Linked DNA regions of Drosophila melanogaster: region 2 is linked to region 1. The links are chromatin contacts, called in public HiChIP or PLAC-seq maps. All regions are on one chromosome and are shown on one strand. The core of a region is the stretch at or near the end of the contact, and the rest is flanking DNA. Distances in the headings are between cores, read along the strand shown.

Region 1 (4,471 bases), core at 1,360-3,859:
GTGGTTCAAATATTTAATAACCGTTTTGGGGTCCTTTGACAAGGGCAGCAATATGTCCAGTGAGATGACCATGTCCACTGTATCTGGTGCCAAAGATGTGTAAACGAAGCTAATGATGCCACCCAATGAGTGGCCCATCAATGAGACCTTTGACCAGCCGTATTCCTTCATCACTCGAGGAATGATTAACACGTAATCGTTGACGGCGTAGTGCATTCCAGGCTGAATGTGAGCGGATCTTCCATGTCCGGGAAGATCGATGCACAACACGCCTATGTAGTCGGGAAGCAGGGGAATCAGCCGATCGAAGGTTCCCAGATTGTCCAGCCATCCGTGAATCGCCAGGATCGGTCGCTCCGTTCGATTACCATACCAACGACCGGAGATGTGACCCCAAGGTGCCGGTATTCTAACCTCCTTGAACTACAAAATAGCAATACTGGTTACTATGTTCATTAAAATCAGTATGAATTAAAGTTTTTTTTTTTACTATACACTTTCAGTTTCTGCACTGTAAACAAAATTTGCCGGTACACGGATTAAGGTTGCTTATCTTCGTATTTCGTCTATAATATTATTTCTGGCATACTCACATCGCTTAGAGACATAGTTCCCATATCGATTAGTGGTTTGCTGACCTTTGCACGTCTGTAAATTGGTCCGAAATCCAGAAATGAAGGCACCGCGTTATCTTAAGTATCTAAACACCTGCAAATAACTCGGCGATTCGGCGATTCGCACCTCTTTCGGCTACAACAGCTGATCAACGACTAATTTCTAAAATTGTTGTTTCACTTTTGAAAGCGAACGAAAGAGAAAAAACGCCGATAGAAAGAGTAGCTGTTTTTGGCGCGGAAACAAATCACCAACTATAAGAGAGCGAAGAATTTGTTTTTCAAATAGCTGATTAAAAGTATTACCAATTTTTAGCATTGTTTACATTCGCGTTTGTCTATTTAAATGTTGATATATTTTTTGTGTATTAATACGAGCTCGTTGAATACCTATTCTTTCGAAATTCGTAAAAATATTTTAAAATTGTAGCTGGCACTATGATAATAGCCAAAGTTCACTGAAAAAGCATAGCGAGGGTGGTATGGTCCCATTGTTCTTATCTCCTATTGTTATGATTTTATTTATTTGCTTACTCATTCGCCTAATGACACAGATCTCAAAAGACGATAGCCCTTTGCACTTTGATTCTTAGACTGGGTCCAGTCCACTTCCAAAATTATCTTAAGTATCAAAAACATATTGTTTAATATGATAGTTTAAATTTAATACTTGTCGTGTGTTCACGTTCTCAAACTTTAAAACCTTTACAACTAAAGTTACAGTGTATTATTATCACAACTTGCTGCGCTTTTTGTTGGTCCATGTGAAAAATCGCTTTGGTTTTCTCGATCTATCTTCCTTTCCGGCCACAGTCCAGGAGGTCATAGCAGGAGGTCTGTGATGTTGGATGAAGGGCACAATGTAACCGGCGCATTCCTCGGCGGCATGGAGATGCAGATGATGGGTGCCGTTTTCCACCTCGTAGAACTCAAAGTGCGGATTATCCTTGGCCAAAATCGATATAGCCTCGTTGTTGCGGACGGAGAGATATGGTGACAAGGAGCCCTTGATGATTAGATATGGCTTTTTAATGATCCGCCTCGCCATTTCTGCCCCCAGACTATCGTCGATATCTATGTAGTGGTAGTACTTTACTCGAATATCCCTAGTGAAATAGAACCGTTCGGGATACAGTTTCGACTTGGCCAACTGGCGGTGGAGGAGGTGCTTAGCCAGTTCGGGGGATACGGAATTAAAGCTTCCCGCAGCCAGCACCTTTCCCAATTGGTTGTGCGTGTAGGAGGGCGGCTCAATGTAATTTCCCAGCTTCTGTCGCTCAACATTCACTAGTTGTTTCTCTATACTAAGGTCCATGTAGTCTATGTCGTTTCTCAAGGGGAGCAGTATGTCCAGGGAGACGATCATATCGACGGTGTGAGGAGCAAGAGAGGCATAAATGAAGCTCAGGACTCCGCCCAGTGAGTGTCCAATGAGAGAGACCTTTGACCATCCGTACTCCTTCATGACCAGTGGAATAGTGAACACGTACTCGTACACACTGTAGTACATTCCCGGTGGCAAATGCGAGGATCTTCCATGTCCTGGCAGATCGATGCAGAGTACTCCTAGATAGTCAGGAAGCAGGGGAATGAGCCGATCGAAGGTTCCCAGGTTGTCCAGCCATCCGTGAATCGCCAAGATGGGTCGCTCGTTCCGATTTCCGTACCAACGTCCAGAAATGTGACCCCAGGGTACGGGAATCTTCACAGCTTCGAACTGAAAGATGCATAAACTGTATTAGTCACTTTTAGCAGATGGTCACACAACAGATGGTTGACTTACACTTAAGATTACAAATTAATAATTGGTGGGTAAAGGTTGTCTATTAATCTATTAATGTACTTACATCGCTCAGTGACAAAGTTCCCATTGCTCTTAATTCTCGATTTAAGTAGTACTGGTTTTTGCTTATCTTAATTTGCTCTAAATCATTTGTATTCCGTTTGATTGTCTACTCGTCTTTCTGCTTTAACATGTTGGCGCAAACTAACATATTGTATTAAGTTGGGTTTGGTATTACTCAAACTGCAAACAAAAAGAGATCTTGCTATTCTCTTAATTAACTCTTAATTAATAATTAAGAGAGCGAGATAAGATTGGGTTCTAAGTTGTATTCTCTCACGAGCTCTTATTACAACTTCCAATTACAGTGTATAAAATGCATAGAATGATCTTCGTGTTCTTAATCACATCAAGTTGTTGTTAACTATTGTTTATGTACATTAGTTTATATTTCATTTATTAAAATACAAATATCTAGAAATTCGCGAGCGCTTAAGTTGACATAACAAAAACATGAATAAGCAAGCTTTCGATGAGAGAAAAAGCTTTCGAGTGTTTCGGGGCGAATGTCAATGTGAGATCTGTTAAATTTAAATATTACTTTGTATCCTAAAAGAAGATCCAAATATTTGGATTTAGTTTATAATCCGAATTTCAAGTAGCAAATGAAATTGATACACTGGTCTGTATCAAATTTAAGTCAAAAGCATGTAATCAAAGTCATCTGCTGAAATTATGAACACCACCGCATAAACCAAAAAGCCTACAAAAGCACGTTAAGTGCTTGTAGATTGCTAACTTAAAAATACCGTCTATTTATAAACAAAGTAGCTCCGCCTTTATTACCTTTTGAAATGAAAAACGCGTAACAACAACAAAATCATTCATAAATACTGCCAAGTACTAATGACTCTAATTTTAACACTGATTATTGCACATTCTTAGATTAAACTCGCGATCGCAAGATCGGAATTTATGCTCTTGCTATTAAAACTAAATTAATTGCGATTGGATTTGACTATAACTTTCCTTGGAACAGAGTTGCTCCCATCGGTGGTCGATGGTACTGAATAAAGGGACACATGTACTTCGCACACTCCTCGGGGAATTCCAGGTGAACGTGATGGGTACCGTTTTCCACTTCGTAGAACTCAAAGTGTGGATTATCCTGGGCCAAAATGGAAACGGCTTCGTCACTGTGAGCGCCCAGAAAGGGCGACATAGATCCCTTGATAATGAGAAAGGGCTTCTTCCCAACGCCCCCGGCCATATCGGCAGCCAGTTCCGCACCAATGTCCCAGTAGTTGTAGAACTTGATCCGCCTATCTATGGATAAGTAAAACGATTCCGGATTTAGTCCTGACTCCTTCCTTGGGCCAACTCGGGTGTCACCGAATTCAGCGTGCCATTGGCGACAGCCATTCCCAATTTCGGCAGCTTGTAACTGGGTGGCTCCCGCAGAGATCCGCTCGCCAGGATCTCATCCTGCGCCATGTGCTGGTCCAGGTTTCTGCGGAAGCTTTCGAGAGCAATGTCACTGTCGAACTTCGGCATCAGCACACAGTCTATGCAAATGACCATGTCCACTGTATCGGGTGCCATTGTCGCGTAAATAAAACTGTAGAAGGCGCCCAATGAGTGTCCCATGAGCGAAACCTTCTCCCAACCAAAGTGCTTCATAATCCGCGGAATAATGAACACGTCGTTGTACACATCATATCGAATTCCCAGTGGCAGAGGCGAGGATCTTCCATGTCCTGGTAAATCGATGCAGAGCACTCCCACGTGACCGGGTAGCAGTGGAACCAGGCGATCGAAGGTGCCCAGGTTGTCCAGCCATCCGTGTAGTGCCAGGATGGGGCGTTCCGTTCGATTTCCATACCATCTTCCCGAAATGTAGCCCCAAGGAGCAGGAATTTTCAGTTCCTTGCACTGTAGGCATAATGAAATTTCTATGAAATTCTATACGGCATCTGTTCCTTACTTACTTCGGTAACTGGAAGTTGCTGCAACATGGTTTTTAGTTTATGCAGCAAACGGCGTTTCAAACGTCTTTTTGCTTTGACGATCAGTC
Region 2 (4,371 bases), core at 1,266-3,765, 66 kb after region 1:
TCTCTTAAGGCCACTCCGGCGCAGTCCCAGACGAAATTTGCAGCCAGCATGGAGCAGTTCCTGTTAATAGCCCACTACTACGCCACCAGAGCCGCATGCAAGGAGGTACAGGCGCTTCAACCGGTGGCTCTGCGCTTATCCTTGGCTCTGCTTCGCCACACGGATCTGCTGCCGGTGGACAAGGGTTTCTACGAAGCTGGGATGGATCTCCGCCAGGCAGGTCGCGAAGCCGAGGCCTTCGTTATGCTCAACCACTATCTGGACGTGTGCGAGGCCATTGAGGAGGGTTCCGGTCAGTTGGTAGACCACTCCGACCTGGCTAGCACCGATTTTCCCAGTTCCGTGCCCTTGCCGGAGGATATCCACCTGAAGAACGATCCCAGTCTTCACGAGGAGGTGCGTGAATGGGTTCTCGCCGTGAGCATGGACCAGCAAGTGGACCAACAGCTGCCCACCGATGATCGCGGCTTGTACGAGTCCAGTTTGGGGCCCAACGATCTGCCCTGCATGCTGAGTGGATTCCCGGTAAGAGGCCGTCAACCGGTGACCTTTCAAGGATCGAGCAACCAGGTAAACCGCGACGTGTGGAGCAAGTTCTCGGTCGCCTTGAAGATGTCACCGGGCAGCGGAATTGCCGACATCATTTCGTTCACCGAAAAATGGCAGGGAGCAGCCAACTACGTGATGCATTGAAGATGTACAGAAGAAGAAGTCCAAGAATGTAAGTTGCTTGCAATTAGATGCTATATTGAAATCGTCATTCTTGTGTGTGCTTGGATTACAGTCAGGGGATTTGTGGGCGCGGTGCGATTAGGGGGACAATTGCAAATATATATGTAATCTTAAAGTGACTCCTTCGTTTCCTTCAATGCAGGGCGTTGAAGAGATCGCCAGCGGAGGGCAGGGGCGCAAGTCCGCCAGTCACATCCGGCAATCGGGTCAGGTCGGGCAGGTTGGAGAGGTGGTCGTGGATCTCCTTCTGCAGGCCCAACATCTTGGCCAGCTTCTTTTTGTGTTCCTGCAAAGACACAAAGAATTAGCCGACGATGTTCAAGACGTGCAATTAAAGGGGACTGCATTAGATTAGCTTCGGTTTCTTTTTTAATATGCAAATAAAATATTAATACAAAATGTGGATAGCCGACAAACGACTAGACTAGGTAACATAAAATAGAGGCAGTGACGAACAACATCCCATAGTTTTTGGATAACGATCTTTATCTAACAACCCCAAGGACCATGCATTGCCTAGACCATGAAGAACGTACATCGAGGCGTTGCTCAGCCTGGGAGAGAAGTTCCTTCTGCTCCGCTTGAAAATCTCGCAGCATGGTCGCCAACTTGGAGCGCTCCTCCATCTCCGCCGCCAACCGAGCATTGTAGTCGTTCAGCAGATCCACAGCTTCGTTCACCTAAGAGGAAATTGATTAATAGTATCCAATCAAGATTATTTTGACCACATCTTAGTGCATTTGGATTTTGACCCCACCTGTATGGCCAGTTCCTTGGCCTTGTCCTTATCCTCCAGCTTGCTGATGCAGCTAATCTCGGATATTTCCTGGGGCAGCTTGGCGATACGTTCGCGCACCACAGCATCGCTGGATGCGGAGTTTTCGATGCTGGTCAGGGCCCTGATGAGCTCCTCGGGCTCCGGTGGCTCTCCCAAAGGCAAGTAGGGTGGCGTGTGGCCGTTCTCGGGTTCCACAGAAACTACTTCCTCCGTCGGAGGAGCTGAGTTCGCGCTGCTGCCTTGGACGTGATGGCGCGAGCGCTTGGACTTAGAGTGGCGATCCTCGTGCTTGCGCTTCTCGCGGCGCTCGGATTTCTCGGGCTTGCCGCTGCCGCCGTGATCCTTCTCCTTCTCGGGCTTCTCACTATCGCCATTGGTCTTGCCATTGCTGCTGGAGCTGCTGCCAGGAGCCTCCTTGTGTAATCGCGACCTCCAGTCGGCAATGGTCTTGGGATCGTAGACGCCCCGCTCCAGCCAGATGTTTAGGATCCTTCCCAGGCTGCCCAGCAACTTGTCCGAGTTGCACTTCTCGCCAATGTGGGCGAACACCTTGCCCAGCACAAGGCTGTACTCCTTGCCGTACTCCGGGCCCTTCTTCTTGCTGTTCTGGATCACGTCGTTGGCCAGGTACATGAAGGTCAGCTTCTTAGGCTCCGGCACTGTTTGGGGATGCATGTGTATTAGTAGGTGTGCTGCACTGAATGGCCAGTAACTGCCAGGGGATACCCACCGTTCTCCAGCTCCCGCTGCCAGGTCCTTACAATCGCTGCACTGTGTTTTCGGTGGTGAATTAGCCACAGGGAGAGCGTCTGGATGCTCTGCTGGCTGCTGTTTAGCTCGGCCAGCTTCTTGAGTAGCGCCGAATCCGTGAAGGCCGACATGGCTGCTGCTGCTTTTCCGCCGCTTTTCCGTACTTATTATCAAATCAGTCGAACGATTGCAATATTTGCAAGTTTCTGAAAAATAAACAGCTTGGAATGCGTATCTATTTTTGACCAAAATACCAAATACGGCTAGATCGCAAGCCGCTTCAAATTACGGCAACTGGTCACACTCGCTGTGGCGGGAAATCAGTTTTCTTCGAATTTCAACCGAAATTCTCCTGTTCGATTTTTTGCTGTCTTGTTCTCGAAAGTTGCAAAGTTGGTTGTTGAATACACTTTGCAAGAAATACATTTTAAAGTAATTGATTTTACCTCAAAGCAGAGTTGCCGTACAAATAGGGCTGAATATACCAGCTTCCAACGTAAACCGCTAGAGGGAGCCAGTACGAGGCGCCAGAAAAATTTAAATTTGAATTTGAACCTTAGAGCAAGCAGAATTATGGTTTATTTAACTAGTTTTGATAAATTACAATAATCCAGAGCAGACTTTTAATAATTTCACTTGACAAGCAAGCACCCTACGGCTGTGTCATCAATCAAGTGCCAGCGCCGCCAAACACTTTTCACACTGATAAGCACTCCACTTTCAGCACTCAACCATCGAGAATCCAAGTGCGAACGATTGGACAGGTGTGGTGGGCTCGTTGGAGCCCTCAGTTGGTCGCAGCAGTTGGTTGGAGTCGGTCGCGTGTGTTGATAGCAGCTCCGGCGGGCAATTAAGTCGGACGGAATCGAATCGGGGCGAGCGCTTATCGCGGCAAAAGAGTAATTTGTGATACCTGTCCGCCGTGTATTGGCTTGTTGGAGCGCAACGCGCTTAAGTGGTGTTAATTTTTTATTAATTATTATCGTATTTATTACCCAACGAAAGTGAAGTGCGAAATCGGTCGCCTCAAGTGCCCGGCCGTACGTGCAAAGCCCGTAAATAAATTACACAGCCATATAGCCCTGATCCTTACCTCTACACTCGCTCTCGCCCACCGCAGCTGATAATGCAGACGAATTCCGCCTGATCGATTCCCATTCCCATTTCGATTGCGATTTGGAGTGCGAGTGCGGGTGAGTTTGATTTACAGACCATTAGCTATTACCACTATCAACGGCACATTAGACAAATTGCTAAATTAGCTGCTGTTTTCGCCACCATATACGCACATACATACATGCATACGAACATACGAATCGCACAGCTCGCAGCCCGAAATCCAAAATCCGGAGAGCTTCTCCGCACACCTCCCTCTTTCTGTTGGCTCCGATAAGCGAAGCCCCTCAATTGACTGATTCAATGCCTATTGGGGGACTTTGCGGCTGAAACTCTGATAGCCGCTAGCTAATTGTTTGATCCGATAATAGGCGAAATAGGCAGCCAGCCTCTGATTCTGAGTAGCTGCCACCGAAAATGAGCCCGCCACATTGATCATCTGATCTCCCATCCACCCAATCCAATCTGAACTGAACTGAACTGGCGCCATCATGGACTCCTACTTCGACTCGGCCATCGAGTACAATCGATCCAACCCCATCAGCCTGGCCAGGACCAGCAGCCAGGCCCAAACCGTGCAGAACGAGAAGAACTGGGAGTGGTCGTACCTTGTGGTGAGTGCCTCGTCTGAAGGATGCGTCGAAAACATTCAGCACTGCAGTGGTGGAAAGTTTTATTCCCGCGTAGCTTTATCTTTATATGGGTCCGCCAATCTTTATAAGCCATCACTAAAATCTGAGTTTACCCAATTGCAACCGAATGCAAAGTTCCTGCGCTTTATAGAACAGCTGAATAGGTAGTGATTCACCGTTGCATATGTAGTAAAAATCTATTTTACTGAACTGAAAACTTATGCAAATTATTTCAACTTGAATTATAGTATTTTCTCGAGCGTCCAGTTTGAAAAGTCTCAATTAAGGTTAATGATGACAGCCATTTTAGACAAGTATGAATGGCACTTGTTAGAGCAACGTTAGCAACGAACTTAATCTTAG

The links. HiChIP or PLAC-seq counts read pairs in DNA pulled down with a chosen protein or histone mark.
Region 2: a contact with region 1 is called in a CP190 HiChIP or PLAC-seq map of the Kc167 cell line, with 3 times the contacts expected there. The contact joins the promoter of CG9018 here to the promoter of CG5704 in region 1. A contact is called at or near these places in 26 of 107 Hi-C or Micro-C datasets (the Clone 8 cell line, the D17-c3 cell line, the Kc167 cell line and 13 more) and 3 of 6 datasets of contacts at active chromatin or transcription factors (all in the Kc167 cell line).

Annotation. Positions count from the first base shown.
Region 1 is chr3L:2,168,362-2,172,832 of dm6, forward strand. CG5704 reads right to left here and starts at 2,610. Exons shown (of 2, transcript NM_001299983.1): 1 at 2,462-2,610; 2 at 1,192-2,331. The coding sequence starts at 2,485. The coding sequence ends at 1,348. It overlaps CG15879, which reads right to left and starts at 747. Exons shown (of 2, transcript NM_139437.2): 1 at 594-747; 2 at 1-423. The coding sequence starts at 608. It also overlaps the pseudogene CR15821.
Region 2 is chr3L:2,234,561-2,238,931 of dm6, forward strand. CG9018 reads right to left here and starts at 2,516. Exons shown (of 4, transcript NM_139444.2): 1 at 2,241-2,516; 2 at 1,490-2,169; 3 at 1,269-1,412; 4 at 724-1,018. The coding sequence starts at 2,391. The coding sequence ends at 866. ACXD (Adenylyl cyclase X D) reads left to right here and starts at 3,048. Exons shown (of 12, transcript NM_138984.4): 1 at 3,048-3,453; 2 at 3,748-3,990. The coding sequence starts at 3,868. It overlaps Oseg2 (Outer segment 2), which reads left to right. Exons shown (of 5, transcript NM_139443.2): 5 at 1-693. The coding sequence ends at 693.